Regions from separate parts of the Mus musculus genome. Here all the other regions are linked to region 2. A link is a contact called in public HiChIP or PLAC-seq data. All regions are on one chromosome and are shown on one strand. The core of a region is the stretch at or near the end of the contact, and the rest is flanking DNA. Distances in the headings are between cores, read along the strand shown.

Region 1 (3,344 bases), core at 26-2,525, 310 kb before region 2:
GAAACATCTTGTCTGGCAGTGAGTGAGTTTAAACTTGTTTCATAAAGCTGTGACAATGACAGTGTGCTGAGAGCAACCCACAGTGAGCTAGCCCTGGGTCCCGCCAGTACCCAACAGCGGAGAGTCCACTGTGTCACTGGGCTACTGCTCCTTGTTCCTTCCCACCTCTCACCTGCCCTCACTGCTGGGATGGGGTCGTGTAAACACTGCGTCACCTCTCTGAAACATACAAGAGAAACAAAACTCTAGGCAATCAGTAAGCATCACTGAAGGGATGTCCTCTGACAGGAACAAACCTGATGTGAGGGTCTCTGTCAGTGGCACTAGACAGACTGAGAAAAGCAGCTCTAACGTAAAATCATCGTCAAGAACATAAAACATAGCGTCTTTGTAGAAGGGTTCACAAACTGACAAATCAACAACCTGGGTCTATTGCTGGGGGTGCAGGCCTTGACCCCAGAGAGACATGCAGGAGGTAATCTGTGAGTTTGAGGCCGGCCTGTCCTACAGAGTGAGTTCCAGGACAGCCAGGGCTATCCTGAGAAACCCGTCTAGAGGAACCAAAAACAAACCAACAAAACAACCTGAAGCTATCAACAAAGTTGGAAGTCAACAATCACTAAGTAACCTGAAAGTTCCCGTCAGAGGGCACACCTGAGGAGCTTCTCTTTCTCCTTTCCCACGCACCACCTGAACTTCCAAACATGTTCCTATGCATTGGAGAAGGTAAGCTGCCTCCGTAAGTAACCTAACCAGATACAAGTGGCAAGAAAAACTGGAAGATACACACAATGTTAACATCGAGGGTGGTAGGTTCTTTCTCATTTCTTTTCAACACTTACCTTCCAAATTACCATCAAGCACACGTGCTCAAGATGAAAAACGCTCGTTAAAACCACGAGAGTAATACATCACCACTGGGTCGAGCACCATTATGCCAACCCGAGGAGGTGAGGGTGCAACGTGCCTTGGCAGGTCCCTAAACAGTGATTTTCCGGATTAGGTGGTCGGTTCAGGGAAACACACACTCCCGTTCACAAAGGCCGCCTTTAACCAGGGCCCACACACCCCCAGCACATCATTATCAAACTTGTTCAGTGGGCACGAAACCACCGCGCACCTGGGCGCGGGGCGTGGCACCCACCGCGGTCGCCAGGGGGCGCCTGTCCCGAACACTGTGGCGCTCACCTGCCTGGTCCGCCTTCAGCCCGTTGGAATTGCTGGTGTTGGCCACCAGCGTGTTGGTCTCCTCCTGGTCCGGCGCCCGGCCCGGCGGCGCGCCCGCCTCGACCCCCGCGCGGCCCGCCTTGCGCGCGCCCTTGGCGAGGTGGCCGTGGCCGTGGCCGTGCGAGTGGCCGTGGCCCGCGCCCTGGCCCTCGCCGCTGTGATGGTGGAACAGACAGAGCCCCAGCACGTTGACCAGCAGCCCCGCCACGCCGACGCTCAGCACCACGAGCGGCTGCTGCATCTCATGCGGCTCGATGAAGCGCTCGACGGCTTCCAGCAGGATGGCGAAGCACAGCCCCGTGAGGAAGATGGCGTTCACCAGTGCGCCCATCACCTCAGCGCGGATCCAGCCGAACGTGTTCTTCTGCGTGGCGTGAGTCCTCCGGGCGAAGCGCTCGGCCACCAGCGCCACTACGAGCGCCAGCACGTCCGACAGCATGTGGAAGGAGTCGGACAGCATGGCGAGCGACGCGGTCACCCGGCTCACCACCACCTCCAGCACCATGAACATGAAGGTCAGCAGCAGCATGCACAGCAGCCGGCCGCGGTTGCGGCCCCAGCAGCCCATGGCGGCGGCCTGAGGCTCGGCGCTGACGCGGGAACGGGAGCGGCGCTGTGGGGAAACCGCCGGCCGCGCAGCTACTCAAGCGCCGGCGCTCGGCTGGGCTGGCGAGGCGGAGGGCGCGGCGGGCCACTGCGTGCCGAGGGGCTGCCGAGCATCGGACCGAAGCGCTCGGGAGACGGCGTCCGCGGCGACTGCGCTCGGCCCGGAGGCGTCCGCCGTCTTCGCCCCCCCTCCTTTGCAGACGGTTTACAAAAAAACTTTGCTTTGCACTCGGAACCCCCGTTTTCACACGGACCCGAGCGTGACAAGGCCCCGGTGCCCCGCCCCCCAGGCCCGGCTCGCCTCCCCATTGGCCAGAGCTGCCTCACGACAGCCCCGGCGTCCCGCCCTTCCTCGGCCTCTATTGGCTAGCGCGGCGGAGGGGCGGGAGGGGGCGGGGCGCGGCCGCGGGAGCTGGGGGCGGGGCCTGTGCACTGGGGAGCCGGGCGTGGGCCGGGGGCCGCGGCCGGGTGCAGCGGCGGGCGGTACGGGGGAGGGTGGGCGCGGGCCGCGTGCAGCGGTGGGCAGGCGGCAGGGCGGTGGCGCCGAGCCCTGGGGCGCAGTGAGCAGTTGCCGCTTCCCGCGGTGCGGGTTCCGGGCCGCGGTTCCCCTTTGCCGGCCCGGCCGCCCCAGACTTTGATCCTGGGAGCTGGGTGCACGTGGGGGCGGCTGGGTGACAGGTCGGCGCCCAGGAGGGGCGGGGAGTGTGGGCTGTGCGGACGGCGGCGGGGGCGCGGCCGCGGCCGAGTGAGGAGCTGAGTTAGGAACTGGTTGCTAGCAGCACAACCTTAGCCTCAGGAACACTTTCCATCCAGGGGTCACCCGCACGGCCACCCCCCACCCCTCCCCAGGGCAACCGTGTGAAGTCAGCTTGTCGCTGACACTCTTAAAGTGTGGAGTGCTGACTTGGGGCGGGAGCCTGCTGCGTGACTTGGGCAAGTCACCTAATCTCGCTACACCTGTTTCTTCATCAATACAGGGAAGGGTTGGGCAAGTGGAACTCTTCTGCTTCCTTCTAGCTAAAATTCCAAGGCTCTGTGATTTCACACTATTTATAGGTTTTTAAACCTCCGAACCCTTGTGTGGGCTGTTTGGAGGGGGAGGGGCGACCAGAATACAAAAGAAGATGGTGGGGAGGCACGAGGAACCAAACACCCTTGCTGAGTTGGCTAAAACTCTATGGAGTTCGTCCTCCAAGCGAGAACAGTGGATGTGTGCACATCTATGTGGGTAAAGCCCCCCACACCCCAATGGAGGCTATAATCATCAGAGAGGCCTCTGTTGAGTCGCCAAACCTGCCTTTCGAAGGACCCTCTGGGTACCAGCTATTGCATTGAGATATTCATGGCCCACTGTGTTCTTTTGCATGAAAAAAATTTCCTTTTGGCTTTTCTGAACAGTTTCTGTGAGTAAACCCTGGCTGTGCTGGAACTCCCTCTTTAGACCAGGCTGTCCTTGAACTCAGAGATACAGCTGCTTCTGCCTTCTGAGTGCTGGGATTAAGGTGTTCGCC
Region 2 (3,461 bases), core at 352-2,851:
TGTGCCACCACTGCCAGGCTGTGATTAAGTTTTATAAGTGAAAAGAACACAATTATAGCAGCATCAATACTCCAAATTACAACCAAGACTTTGCAGGCTCTGGCAGTACTTTTCCAGGCTTGCCTGAGGGAAAGATGCTGACCAGTGTGCCTGCTGGATCAGCCTGAGACTTAGCAAGAACCAAGGTCCCCACTCCACACACGCCTGCGGATGCCCCGTAACACAAGCTCTGAACATATGGACAACAGATAGGCCCTAGTATGGAAGGATCTGAGATGCAAGCAAATACAGACTGACTCTTCATTTCCCAAACTGCCTAAAGGAGCTGTTTCAAGACACAGTTTTTTGATTCTAACAGAAACATCACTCAATACCAAAAAAACTTAATAACATGAACATCTAGAATAAAATGTTACATAACGTGCTTTACACAGCAAAACTAAGTGATGTGCAGGACATAAAGTACGATTTGCAATTCATTACAAGTCTAAATAAAGTATTCCCAGCTGCTAAGATATATTCTGTCCATTTCAAGTCAATGAGAGTTCTCTATACACCAGACAATGAAGACTTCACCTCTTGACAGCTAATGCAATGTGCTTTCTTCTGTTTTCTAGATTTTCTTTGTGGTTTTTTGTAGTACTGGGAATCAAATCTAGGCCTCTGCACACACTGAGCAAGCCTTATACTAATAAGCTATATCCTGGTCCTAGAAAGGTCCTAGATGACGAGTTTGACATATAAATATGAGTATGATTGACCCAGTGGGCTGAGTTCCTCTAGTATACTTGCATTATCTTAGACCACCTATCTTAATCTGCATACCCTCCCTATCAGCCAGACTTTGAGATCACAAAGTTCCCTGTGTGATTGCAGATCATAAGAAGTTGTACAGCACTATCGATCAAGCTAAAGAAAGAGCTGCCATCTTCATGAATTTAGCTGTGCTTGCTTCCAAAGACCACACCTGGACTTACTGACTGACTCTGTCCCCTCATAGAAATGAGGGACACGGAGGGCCATGGCACGCTTACCTGAGTATCCAGCCACCACTCCCAATCAGTCATATGCAAGTCTGTCTTAATTGCATGTGGCCTTGGGAGGGGCTACAGTACATGTGGGGAGAAGACTAGGGGAAGGGAACTCCATCTGAAGGTATGGGGAAGCCATTATACATGCTGGATGAAGACTTTTCGGTGTGGCCCCAAAGGTGCTACACACTGCTGTCAACAAGCCCTTGCTCACCCAGGCTCTGCGAGCAAGTGCAGTGAGCTCAACGGCTCCTCATAATTGCAATACTTCAGCTGTCAGCTCCCCCGGGCCCTCCAGGACCAGCAGGCACTGCCTAGCCCTCCAGGGAGAACCCACAGCGTGAGCACACCTTGCCTTGCTTTGCAGTAAAACTGAAAATTTTCTCAAACTTTTATTTGTGCAATACCTTCTTATAAAAAGAAGTAAGAAAATGCATTTTCGTTATCCTTCCGGGAAGATCATTGCTTTGAAAGTGAAAGACTTATTTCCTCAGCCTGTGGTTATGTAAGATGACGAGATGCTAAAAAGATGGAATTCCTGACTCAGTCTAAAGAATTACAAAGCTGCAAGGAGGAAAAACCAAGACTGTGAGCACACGATTCCTTGCAGTGCAGACGCTAATGTACTGTTTTCCTTGTAAAGACACTAACTTCCTGTCTTACTCAACAAAACTCTTTCACAAAGAACTAAGATGCCAATGACATTTCAACGACTATTTTGAGACTATGAGCTGGAATTCAAAGAGTAGGGCTGAGTGTTTTAGCAACAGGCAGCTGTGCTCCTTACAAACAGCTCAGTGCTTGAAAGCACTGGCTCCTACTGCACAAGACCCAGGGTTGGTTCCCAGGACCCATCCAGCAGCTTACAACCACCTATATCTCTAGTTGCAGGAGATCCAATGATCTCTTCTGGCCTCTGTGGGCTCCAGGCACATATGTGCACATAGAATCAGTCACGGTTAATTGGCACAGTGCCTCAGCCAAGCAAGAACACACTTGAACTGAGGGGCTGCCAGCTCATGCCGCCCGCACCGACTGCAGTCAGTGAGGAGATCAAGCACTGCCCGTGTCTGACTGCGGTGAGGGGTTTGCAACAGTTCCACCTAATTACAGAATGTTTTCTTTTACATGAACTCTTGACAACAAACACATTTTGTGTTAAGTAACATTTGCTTCAGTCTCATGGCTTATCCAGGTACAATGGCATTGGCATCATCCATCCACCCACCCACCCACCCATCCATCCACCATGTTTGGTAAAAGGACATGGATGAGGTAGCAAGAACCAAGGCAATGCCAGCAACTGTCCCAGGTCACGTGTTCTTCATTACTGTAAACTCATATTAAGGAGAGAACACAAGCTAGTTGTATGCAACAGTCTCAGCAAAACTGAAACTACTCATTGTATTCAATTTAAAAAACACATACAGCACCAGTCCAAATGTTTGGGATAAGATATAAATGTATGCTTTCCTGGGACACAGATACTTAGACTTCCCTACTTGCCAAAGATTTTTCTTGGAAGAGGAGTTAAAGTCAACTGATAACATTAGGCAAATTACTGAGAATCTTTTATAACAAGTACAGTACTCTAGCTGTCAGCAAAAATTACAATTACAGCAAACAAACTTTTTACCATGAGCATGAAAGTTTAACGCTTACAAGTCCTTCTGACTAAACTGGTGTGGTGCTCTCATATGCAGGTGGAACATTTACAAGATCTGAGTAATACAAGTACATCAGTGCTTCCTAACAGACCAAATGACAAGGTATTAAAGCGTTCATGAACCTAAGACAGCTTCACAAACCTCCCTTCTTTCCACCACTACTTGTGGGAGATGGGATTTTCTTTACACACTTTAGTCAAAATGTTACTGAGAAAGCAGATGAGTGAGATTTTAGCCAGGCCTTGAAGATCTTTGAAAAAAATGTTTAAGGCTATTTTTCTCACAAAATAATTTGTTTTTGGAAAATAAACACTTTTATAAAGCTATTTTACACTAAAATAAGTATCTACCAACACATTTTTTATTTAAGGGTGTAAAGGCAGGCCATATGTGGCAGCATGCACCTGCAGTCCCAATAATTGGGAACTAAGGCCGGAGGATCTCAAGTTTGAGACGAGCCTAAGCTACACAGAGAGATGCTTCTGAGATCCCCCCCTCTCAACAGAAGAACTATGAAGGCACTTCTTCAGCACTCAGCTTTGGCCATTAGCCATCTCTCTGGAGAGTCCTCGCCCACCCACTGTGGCTACTTCAACAGCACAGTTAATGGTATTTGTGCTAACAAAGCTTTGACTTTGTTGTTGTCACTAGTATTTAGAATAATATCTAGACATGGTGGATTGTCGGTACATGGTCCAAGAATGGAGTCCTATGAGGAGAATTCTGAGTGCCTATAGGAACATTCCAAGACAACAAGACAAGT
Region 3 (3,351 bases), core at 98-2,597, 490 kb before region 2:
GGTAGACATATTATCCTGAGAATGAGGGGAGATAGCCAGTGGGGGTGGGGTTGCACATACTTCATAATCTTCAGAGCCCTTGCAGTGCATTCTGTGCCCCTCCCCACCTCCTAACGCTTTTCATGTAGACATACATGGGTCAGTTGGCTTTTCCCTTAGGGAGAAGATAGTCACTGTTATAGGATGTGTGCTGCCCTGCAATCTCAAGTTAGCTTGCTCAGCTCTGCCATGGTAACATCTGCAAACAAATTAACCCAGCTACACTCTGATAAAACTGTATTTACAAAAGCAGTTAGCAGGCCAGCCATCTCTTTGCACATCGTGTTATTTTCTCTTCAGAAGTCCTACAAGGTTGCTACACTGTCACTATTAATTATTGTGTGAAACAGAGAGGCCTAGGGACAAAGTAACTTGCCTGAGTTCATAAGACTATGCAGTGTAAAACCAAAATTTGAATCCAGACTGGTCCACCCCAGAACCCATGGGGTGCCACCCACATACACTGCCTCCCTGTGGGCCGGGAGGAAGCAGGGGCCTGGAGTGACTGTGGCTCCTGCTGATTCCTCAGGGGCATTGACCACTTCCTGAAGTAGGATCCCTCCAAGCCTCAGTTTCCTCCTTTGAAAAATGGGAATGATGGTAATATGTATGCCACAGGAATGTCAGGATTAAAACAAGCTAGGTGTGTGAGGTAGCAAGCCACAGGTAGACATTGCCTCCTACCACATAGTTCTAGCACCTGGGGTCCATGCATGTTTTTCTAAAGTCCCCCTCAGCTGGACCTGTCCTGCCCTGCATCCAGCAGCCCCTTTGCACCACGACGTCATGTGAGGCCCCTACCCCTCCCCTTATTCTCCTTGACCTTATTCACCAAACACCAATTGAGTGCTTTCAGTCAGGTACTGCTGGCTCTGTGGGTGGGGTGTAATAAAAGATGGCTGTCCCAGGAGAAGTTTGTAGACAGTGAGGACACAGAGTTGAGGCTCAAAGCTCTGGAGTCAAGCAGGCCTTTGAGGGGAAAGCTTTGTTGTGACTTCCTGGAGACTTAAAAATATCCCTGGTTGGCTGTGGCTGACTTGAGAGAAGACAGTGTTCCCCAGAATCATCCCTCCCAACTAGGGGACAAAGGCAGGCATGGCTCAGGACAAGTGTGGGTAGTAGCTCTAGAGCTGCCCTGCAACCCTGTCTGGTAAGCTGTTGGAAATGAGGAACTAGAGGCTTCCTGGCCAGCCAGAGAGAAATCACACTTCTCTGAGGAACTAAAGTCCCACCCTCCTGGCTCGTCATTCTTCCTCCCCAACGCTGGCCTTGTCTCATCTCATCTGGGCTGCTGTGGGAGGGACCCCTGCCTTGCAGGGCCTTCCTGTTCAGCTCTGTGGAGAACAGAGAGTTTGTGTTGGTTCTAGCTGAGGATGGGGTTAGAGCAGAGCCCTGCCTGCGGGAACTGCTTCTGCATCTCAGAGGAAGGCTCTTCACTGCCATTGAAAGAAGCTTTGGAAGAGCCTCAGCCAGGCTCAGTGACTCCCTCAGAGACAGACAGTGATGTGGGGCTATGAGCTGAAATGAACCCTTTCCTTCACAAGTTGCTTTTGGTCATAGTGTTTTACCATAGCAGTAGAAGCCCTGACTAGAACACTGCCCTACAGAGGACCTGGTGGGAAGGCGCCGGCTTCTCCACGAGCCTAGGTGAGATTACATCTAACCCACTCGTTGCTAATGGGGATCTAGGGTCTAGAAAACAGTCACAGATGACTATAGGAGATTAAATTAGTTTTAGTTGATCAAATTTATACCTTTACTGGAACTTCCTGCTATTCTTAGCATCATGTCTTATTTTATGAAGTGAAATTCTCATGACATGAATTGCACATAAAATGCATGTCTACCTGTGTATCTCACAGTCATATGCTGGGAGATCCTTGGACAGCTTTTAAATCAGACCTTGATATTACAAAGGACACATGACCTTGGACGATGAAAACAGATAAGAATATATGACTGAGGAATCATGAGTTCCTCTGATAATTTTGTGTGCACATGTGTGTTCATTGGTGCAGTCGTGTATATGTGCATGTGTGCACACTCATGCAAAGAGCAGAGGACAATCTCAGGTTTCTCTCCTCAGATGATATCAACTTTGCTGTTTTGAGACAGGGTCTCTTACTGACCTGGAACTTGCCAAGTAGTCTAGGCTGGCTGGCCAGTGAGGCCCGGGGCTCCTGCTGTCTCCACCTCCCTAGTGCTGGGATTACAAGTGTACACCACCATGCCTGGCTTTAATATGTGGGTTCTGGGGAAGTGAACTCATGTCTTCATGCTTGCAAAGCAAACACTTTACCAACAGCACTATGTGACTTACTCTGGTCCCAGAAATGTAGGTTGTCAGCTGGTTTGACTCATAGTTCACCCATCCCACTGAGATGGTCTGGAAAGCAGCCAGCCCTGGAAAGCCTCCTGCACACACCCTTGGTTTCCTTCCCATCCTGTGTCTCTGCCCCCATTTATTGTTCTTTTCCTGGAGCCAGGGCCTGTTCTCATCTCACCCACCTCCTGGTACAGACCCCAGCAAAGGAAGAGTCTAGGATGGATGTGGGCATGCAGCAAGTGACTGCTCCATTCCATTCATTTCACAACTGAGTACAGTTGATTATTAACCAATCTCAAACTTGTGCCATGCCCTCTGGGAAATTTCTTTGTGTTTTCATCCATAAAATGCCACCTTCAGTCCAGTTTAACTGCTTTGTGAGCTCAGCAGAGACATTTCAACAACTTTTGTGAAGTTTCAACCAGGCTCCAGTGGTCCTACATTGAAGTCTCTCTTGGTAGCACTTACCACTGGGCTATTGTAGCTTATCATTTTCTGTAGAATCCTACCCTTGTAGGGCCTGGAGGACAGTGGACTATCACAGGCTGTGCTGTCTCAGGATCTGACACAGGGTGCAGCACACACTGTCCCTATATGGGAATCAGTGGATGGATGGGCAGTTGGCCAATCTAGGAGATAGATGGGTCTTACTCAGGTCTCCCTAGCTAGTAGGAAGCAGGGCAGAAACAGTTTCAGTTGCTGGTCCTATGCTTGTTCTTCTCTGAGTTTTGCTTTTGAGGTACTAAATCTCCCCCAAGAAGCAGAGCTCAGAACCTACTTGGGCCTCTGTCTTAGGAACTGTAACCCAATGTATAAAAATATTCTCAACTTTTCTAAATACTTATCAATCCAAAGTTGTTGAAACACTGGAGGTGAGGTGGACAGAGAAGCTAGGACCCATTTTACTTTGTCACTTTGTTTACTGTAGGCATACATTTTTTGCAACCTACTTTTAATAAGGATTCAATCTCTCTTCTAGCCCACCA

Evidence for each region. HiChIP or PLAC-seq counts read pairs in DNA pulled down with a chosen protein or histone mark.
Region 1: an H3K4me3 HiChIP or PLAC-seq map of bone marrow-derived macrophages shows a contact between it and region 2, with 2.9 times the contacts expected there. The contact joins the promoter of 1700034H15Rik here to the enhancer-like site in region 2. A contact is called at or near these places in 4 of 39 promoter capture datasets (hippocampal neurons, liver, pre-B cells and 1 more), 6 of 484 Hi-C or Micro-C datasets (CD8 T cells, the G1E-ER4 cell line, cortical neurons and 2 more) and 4 of 115 datasets of contacts at active chromatin or transcription factors (astrocytes, bone marrow-derived dendritic cells and bone marrow-derived macrophages).
Region 3: an H3K4me3 HiChIP or PLAC-seq map of bone marrow-derived macrophages shows a contact between it and region 2, with 4 times the contacts expected there. The contact joins two enhancer-like sites. A contact is called at or near these places in 9 of 39 promoter capture datasets (the 3T3-L1 cell line, the HPC-7 cell line, HPC-7-derived erythroid cells and 4 more), 4 of 484 Hi-C or Micro-C datasets (Th1 cells, bone marrow-derived macrophages, granulocyte-monocyte progenitors and 1 more) and 1 of 115 datasets of contacts at active chromatin or transcription factors (bone marrow-derived macrophages).

Annotation. Positions count from the first base shown.
Region 1 is chr1:191,905,458-191,908,801 of GRCm38.p6, reverse strand. 1700034H15Rik (RIKEN cDNA 1700034H15 gene) reads left to right here and starts at 1,275. Exons shown (of 5, transcript NR_030669.1): 1 at 1,275-1,742. It overlaps Slc30a1 (solute carrier family 30 (zinc transporter), member 1), which reads right to left and starts at 2,021. Exons shown (of 2, transcript NM_009579.3): 1 at 1,189-2,021. The coding sequence starts at 1,795.
Region 2 is chr1:191,590,716-191,594,176 of GRCm38.p6, reverse strand. The region is part of intron 4 of Ints7 (integrator complex subunit 7); the gene reads right to left. Among named protein-coding and RNA genes, the nearest start is that of Ints7, 17 kb to the right of the region's middle. Within about 2 kb of position 1,601, at least 68 of the 459 cell types and tissues checked have an H3K27ac peak or open chromatin away from gene starts, as enhancers often do. A contact at or near this core is called in astrocytes, bone marrow-derived macrophages, cortical neurons and 1 more, where this site is marked.
Region 3 is chr1:192,076,532-192,079,882 of GRCm38.p6, reverse strand. All of the region lies in intron 1 of Traf5 (TNF receptor-associated factor 5), which reads left to right. Among named protein-coding and RNA genes, the nearest start is that of Traf5, 14 kb to the left of the region's middle. Within about 2 kb of position 1,347, at least 161 of the 459 cell types and tissues checked have an H3K27ac peak or open chromatin away from gene starts, as enhancers often do. A contact at or near this core is called in bone marrow-derived macrophages and granulocyte-monocyte progenitors, where this site is marked.